Linked DNA regions of Mus musculus: region 1 is linked to region 2. The links are chromatin contacts, called in public HiChIP or PLAC-seq maps. All regions are on one chromosome and are shown on one strand. The core of a region is the stretch at or near the end of the contact, and the rest is flanking DNA. Distances in the headings are between cores, read along the strand shown.

What was found. HiChIP or PLAC-seq counts read pairs in DNA pulled down with a chosen protein or histone mark.
Region 1: an H3K27ac HiChIP or PLAC-seq map of SST interneurons shows a contact between it and region 2, with 13 times the contacts expected there. The contact joins two enhancer-like sites. A contact is called at or near these places in 4 of 39 promoter capture datasets (cranial neural crest, embryonic stem cells, frontonasal cranial neural crest and 1 more), 2 of 484 Hi-C or Micro-C datasets (embryonic fibroblasts and embryonic stem cells), 3 of 115 datasets of contacts at active chromatin or transcription factors (SST interneurons, embryonic basal ganglia and stem cell-derived neural progenitor cells) and 1 of 9 other capture datasets (embryonic stem cells).

Annotation. Positions count from the first base shown.
Region 1 is chr11:72,010,081-72,012,780 of GRCm38.p6, reverse strand. No RefSeq gene overlaps it. Among named protein-coding and RNA genes, the nearest start is that of Aipl1, 26 kb to the left of the region's middle. Within about 2 kb of position 1,355, at least 41 of the 459 cell types and tissues checked have an H3K27ac peak or open chromatin away from gene starts, as enhancers often do. A contact at or near this core is called in SST interneurons, where this site is marked.
Region 2 is chr11:71,408,837-71,411,536 of GRCm38.p6, reverse strand. No RefSeq gene overlaps it. Among named protein-coding and RNA genes, the nearest start is that of Gm33249, 25 kb to the right of the region's middle. Within about 2 kb of position 1,341, at least 5 of the 459 cell types and tissues checked have an H3K27ac peak or open chromatin away from gene starts, as enhancers often do. A contact at or near this core is called in SST interneurons, where this site is marked.

The DNA of each region.
Region 1 (2,700 bases), core at 106-2,605, 600 kb before region 2:
CCTTATAGAGCAGCAGTAGCTGAACAAGTGATGAAAAGACTACTTTCCTAAGCCTTCCAGGATAATGTCTCAGCATCAGTAGTCCAGCACCATGTATATTGTATACTTTGTATCTTGCTCTGGTGGATGCTGGTGGCAGCACCTGCTGCACGTCCCTGTGTTGAATGATGTAGCAATTTTCTTTTGAATACTGTAGGTGCCCAATAAGAAGTTGAGCAGTAAATAATGCCTGACTACATGGTTTAGAGATTGACTTTGTTTATCTGGGGCTGGAGAGCAGATGCCCTGCATGGCTTGTTCAATCATTATTTCCCAGTGAATCTTTTGTTGTTTTATTTCAGTGTTGTTTTTCTGAAGGGCTCTTTCTCCCTAGGCTTGCCGAGGTGGCTTTGTACCAACTTGATCAAACTCCAAGCAGCTGTGTGAGGTGAAAACTCACCACCCAGGAGAGAAAGAAGCTGGAGCCGGGGAAAGCAGGCACCATGGAATGAAGAAAATCCAAGAATATTATTACTACAACACCACCACCCTGCTGAGTGGCACCAAGGTAGAGCTGAGCTCTCAGTTAGAATTACAGTTTCTCTGGGGAGGGACAAGGGCTAGCAGGGAACTGTTGGGTCAGGGCCAGGTGTCAACTGCCCAGCTGTCTCTGGCCTTTCTATGTCATGTCACCCCTGCAAGCCAATCATCTCCACACTTTTCCATTCCTTCCTCCAGAGGCAGAGGGTTGGCAAAGTATCTTGGGTTTGGGGACAGACAGGATGGTACTGAGTGTCTAGCACTTAACTCTAATCTCTCCAAGCTGCAGTTCCCTCATTTGCAAGGCAGGAAGCACAAAACTGCTTGGCGCTGGTGGCCATGAAAGCAGGAGCTTATTAATGGAGATTAGCAGTTGGGGCAACACAGAGGGATTCTCTGCTGCAGGTAATGGACCCTCTGGTGCTGGAGGTATGCAAGGCTTGACTTTTTGTGGTGCTTCAAGCCCTGCACGGGGAGAGTGAGGACTAGTCTGGTCAGCCTGAATTAATCCCGTCGGTAGCAGAGGGGAGGTTTTGATTTTGTTAAACAGAGTCTGGGATTTCATGTGTCAGCGTGCTGCCTGGCAATTAAAATCAGGAGAGTTTAATCTGAAGAGAGTTCCAGCTCTGTTGTTTGCCCTTTTAATCTTGTCTGTTACCATGGGAACAGCAAGTGATTGCAATCACCACTGTTTGTATTGTGAGCCTGCTCCCATCAATGTGGCTTTTGAAAAACAAGAAATAAAAATCTTGACTTCTGCACACCACTCATTACTATTCAGAAGGAACCAGGAAGTTCCGTCAAACGCTTCCTTCCCAGCAGCCTCATTTCTGAACTGCTTTCTTCCTGCCCCTCTAGCCAGGTGGCTCTGCTGGCACTTGCTCAGAGCATCACCAAGCAGGATGAGATGCTGGGTGAGCTGGGGACCCACTGCTGGTGAAGAGCTGGCTACAGAGCTTCCCTTAAGGAGTGTCGGATATGCAAGAGGTTGTTTTAGTTCCTCCAGATCGTGGATGATAGTTTTTAATGTTTACATTTCTCTCTTTCTTTCTTTACTTTGTATGTGTGTGGTTGTGCACTCACAGGGGAAAGCTTGCCACAGCCTGTGTGTGGAGGTTGGAGGATAACCTTTGGACTCTGCTTTCTCTCTAGTTTGAGACGGAGCCTTTCTTTTGTTGTTCTCTGCTGTGTGGTCCAGGCTCGCTGGTCCCGCAGCTTCTGGGGGTTCTCCTGTCTCTGCTTCCATCTCATTGCAGGATGCTGGGATTACAGATAGGACCTATCACTCCCGGACTTTATGTGGATTCTGAGGACTCAATCCCAGGTCTCCACACTTGTGCTGCAAGCACATTACCCATTGTGCTATCTTCTCAGCTCCTCGTGGAGGTTGTATTAGCTGCTCATCATCTCTTCTGTGATCCCTCGCTGAAGGAAGAGAGATGCTGTCCAGGACTAGTGCCTTTGTGAAATGCAGAGTCAGGACCAGCAGTTCCCAGTGTATTGGTCTGAGAAGTCCGTGATTTTTTTTTTTTTTAGAGGCTTACTGGTCACCTGCAAACTTACAGCAGTGGCCTGCCTGTCTTTGGCTCCTGCTGGCCTTGAGATCCGTGGTCTAGAGGGAGATGACTTCAGCCTTCTTTCAGAGGACTCCAAATACCTCTGCCTCCTCTTACAGCTTACAGAATGGTTTATGGTGAGAATGTGAAAATGTTGGCCCAATGCCCAGACCTAATTGATTAAAGCATTTTTCTTCGAGTAGAGAGAGACTCCAGTGAGCATTGATCCCACTCCGTTGTGTAACAGCTGAGAATAAACTGTTGGGTGAGGAAGGGACTTGCCAGAGGTCAGGGGATAAGAGAGCATCTCTCAGACCTGGTGGCTTGTTTTGCGTAAATCCGACCTCATTGCAAGACATGCCTTGGGGCTGCTTCATTTCATAAACTTTGAAAAATTGAAACTCCCTTTTTTATTTGAAATACATACATGCCTCATATCATGTCTCTTTAGAGAAGATACAAGCTGATTCAATGCGCATTAAATTCCAGAAATGCATACTGAATGGCCACAATGTTTGCAAGTTAGAACCACAAGTTAGGCTAGGAGAACGCTGAACTCTCAGTGATTCCAGCATTAGCTCTGATCTCTAGGTCTTCTAGTCATGTGATCCTGAGGGACCACTTC
Region 2 (2,700 bases), core at 92-2,591:
AATAATGTCAGTTCTGGGCCATCTTCTTCCCTACTATAACCAGGAAAGTTTCAGTGTCCAACAGTCAACCAATCCCATGAGTCACAAGGAACCCACCAGGAGTTTTGTTCCCAGAGAGAGCTCCCAGGAAGACCCTCCTTTGCTTTCTCCAAGCTGGATCAGAAGACGAGGGAGGACCAGTTCCTTGTCTTTATCCTCAGACTTTAATTGACTTAGGTCACAAATGGCCAGTTAATCTGACTTAAATTGGCTAAGCAAAATGAGAAATATAGCTGGGTGTAGTGGCATAAGCCTTTAATCCCAGCACTCGGGAGGCAGAGGCAGGCGGATTTCTGAGTTCGAGTCCAGCCTGGTCTACAAAGTGAGTTCCAGGACAGCCAAGGCTATACAGAGAAACCCTGTCTCGGAAAACCAAAGGAAAAAAGAGAGAGAGAGAGAGAAAGAGAGAGAAATATGTAGGCTTACATAACCAATATTTAGAAACAGTCTTGCTGCAGGTGTGGCTGGATATGGATAGTCTGAAATACACTAGCCACAAATGTATATTAAGACTTCTATGCTCCGGGTTGGGTTGTTGGTATACAGATCAAACTCTGACCTCATGAAGACAAGCCTATGTCACATAAGATTACCACTGACTTGATGCCACATCCTTTCTGATTCAAATCCATGAGGAACTCATGGAGTCCCAGTAAATGTCTCTGAAGCGCTGATTGGCCATTCAGGTGAGAGTGGGATGGGGGTTGTTTTTGCTGACTCAGCTTCTAATCTCATTCAGACCATTGAAATGGGTGGAAGGAGAGGGGTAGTTGAAGACAGCATTAGTACCAAAAACTAACAAGCAATCTCCTCTACACCCCTTCAGTTTATTCGTCTCCTTGCTTGAAGATTGCCTCCCTCCTCAAAATGCAAGTTTCTCTGATGGGCTGAGCAGGCAGAGCTGGACTCCCCTTCCTTCCCAGGTTTCCTCCAGAGTCAAAACAACAACAAAGCATGTTCAAGCACACCAGGGCAGTTTACCTGTTCATTTCCCATTCTTTGTCACCTCCTTTGTCCCTTTGACAACGATGAGTGCTTAAAGCTGAGTGTGCCCCACATTCACGTGTTGAAGCCCTATTAGCCAGGGTGATAATGGCAGAAATGAGCCCTTTGAAGGGTTATCGGGGTTAGATGATGTCATGAAGGTGATGCTCTGGAGATGGGATGAGTGTTCTTTTCAGAATAGACATCAGAAAGGATGAGCAATTAGAAAGGCACAAAGAAGAGGTCACGTGAGGACACAGGGAGAAGCATCCATCTGCAAGCCAGGAATAGAGCCTAGCGGCCAGCCATACTGAGCTCAATCTTATACCCATAGCCTCAAGACAGAGAGAATAAGTGACTGATGTCAGAGTCCCCAGTCTGCTGAATATCTTGTGGCAATCTGAGAGAAATAGGATAATGGAATAGACTTTGAGTTCTCTCTGTCCAACTCCCCCGAGATCATCTGAAGGTTAAGAGGGCTCCGAGGAAGGGTGGATGCTGCTCTGAGCAGTAAGGCAGAGAGACAGTGGAGACTATAGAGGGGCAGAGTGGTCCAGGCCTGTTTTCCCTCCACTGTAGCTTACATTGGATTGCAGTGAAGAGCCCTGCCTGCTGACTCAGAGCAGAAACCCCAGTCTTTAGTCTCCATTTGCCCTTGACTTGCTATCTGGTGCAGATGCAGGGCATATGTAATCCTCCTCTCTCTGAGCCTCAGTCTTCATATCCATAAGGTGGGGATGTAGAATTGCATATATGCATGTTCCCTTCCAGTTTAGATGCCCTGCTTGTCCTCTTGAGCTGGTGGGACCGCAGCAGTAGACACCCAGATAGCACCCATCCTTGTCCTTCACTCAGGGTTCTCAGAGATTGGAGCACCCATATGCCAGAAAAACCAACATCTATTTGTCCCCACAGAATCCCCAGCTTGGCCGGGGTCGAGCTGCTGATAGAATTTCCGATGCTTAGTCATACTTTTTTGAGTAAATATCATGGTAAAAAGACATGACATTTCCGGGGCCAGTCTTCAGCATTAATAAAAGATTCCAAGAACAGAGTGACCTTTTCACAAAGGATTTGTAAATGCCAAAAACTACATAAAACCTCTCTCTCTGAGGCCGACAGGATTGTCACAGCTCAGCATTTATTCTGCCACATGCAAGGCTGGCTCTGCCTCCTGCCAGGTCCTTGTGATGCTGGTGAGGAGCTGAAGGCAGGAAGTAGGGGAGGATGGAGGAGAGGAAGAGGAGAAAGAGAATAAAGTAAGGGGGGACAAAGGGAGAGAGTGGAATGGAAAAGGGGCAGAGGGAAAAAAGATTGGCAGGGCTCCAGGGGGCTATCTTGGAAATGTATGTAGGTGGCTCAAGGAAGTAGATGTATCCAATTTGCCACCTCACACAACCAAAATTAACTATGAATATAGACACAAAATTGTAAGCTTAGAACATTGTCAGGTAGTGTTGGTTGGTTGGTTGGTTGGTTGGTTGGTTGGTTGGTGGCTTATTTGTGACTTAATTATGCAGTTTTTGAGGGTAAGCTTTGTAGATGACAACACTATATTGCAATATCAAAAGGTTGGACATACCTGACTTCCAACTCTTAGCCACAGTAGATCCAGTTCTGCTACCTCCTGCTGGTCATGTACAGGAGCCCAAACATTCTCTTGCTAGCCTTCATGCA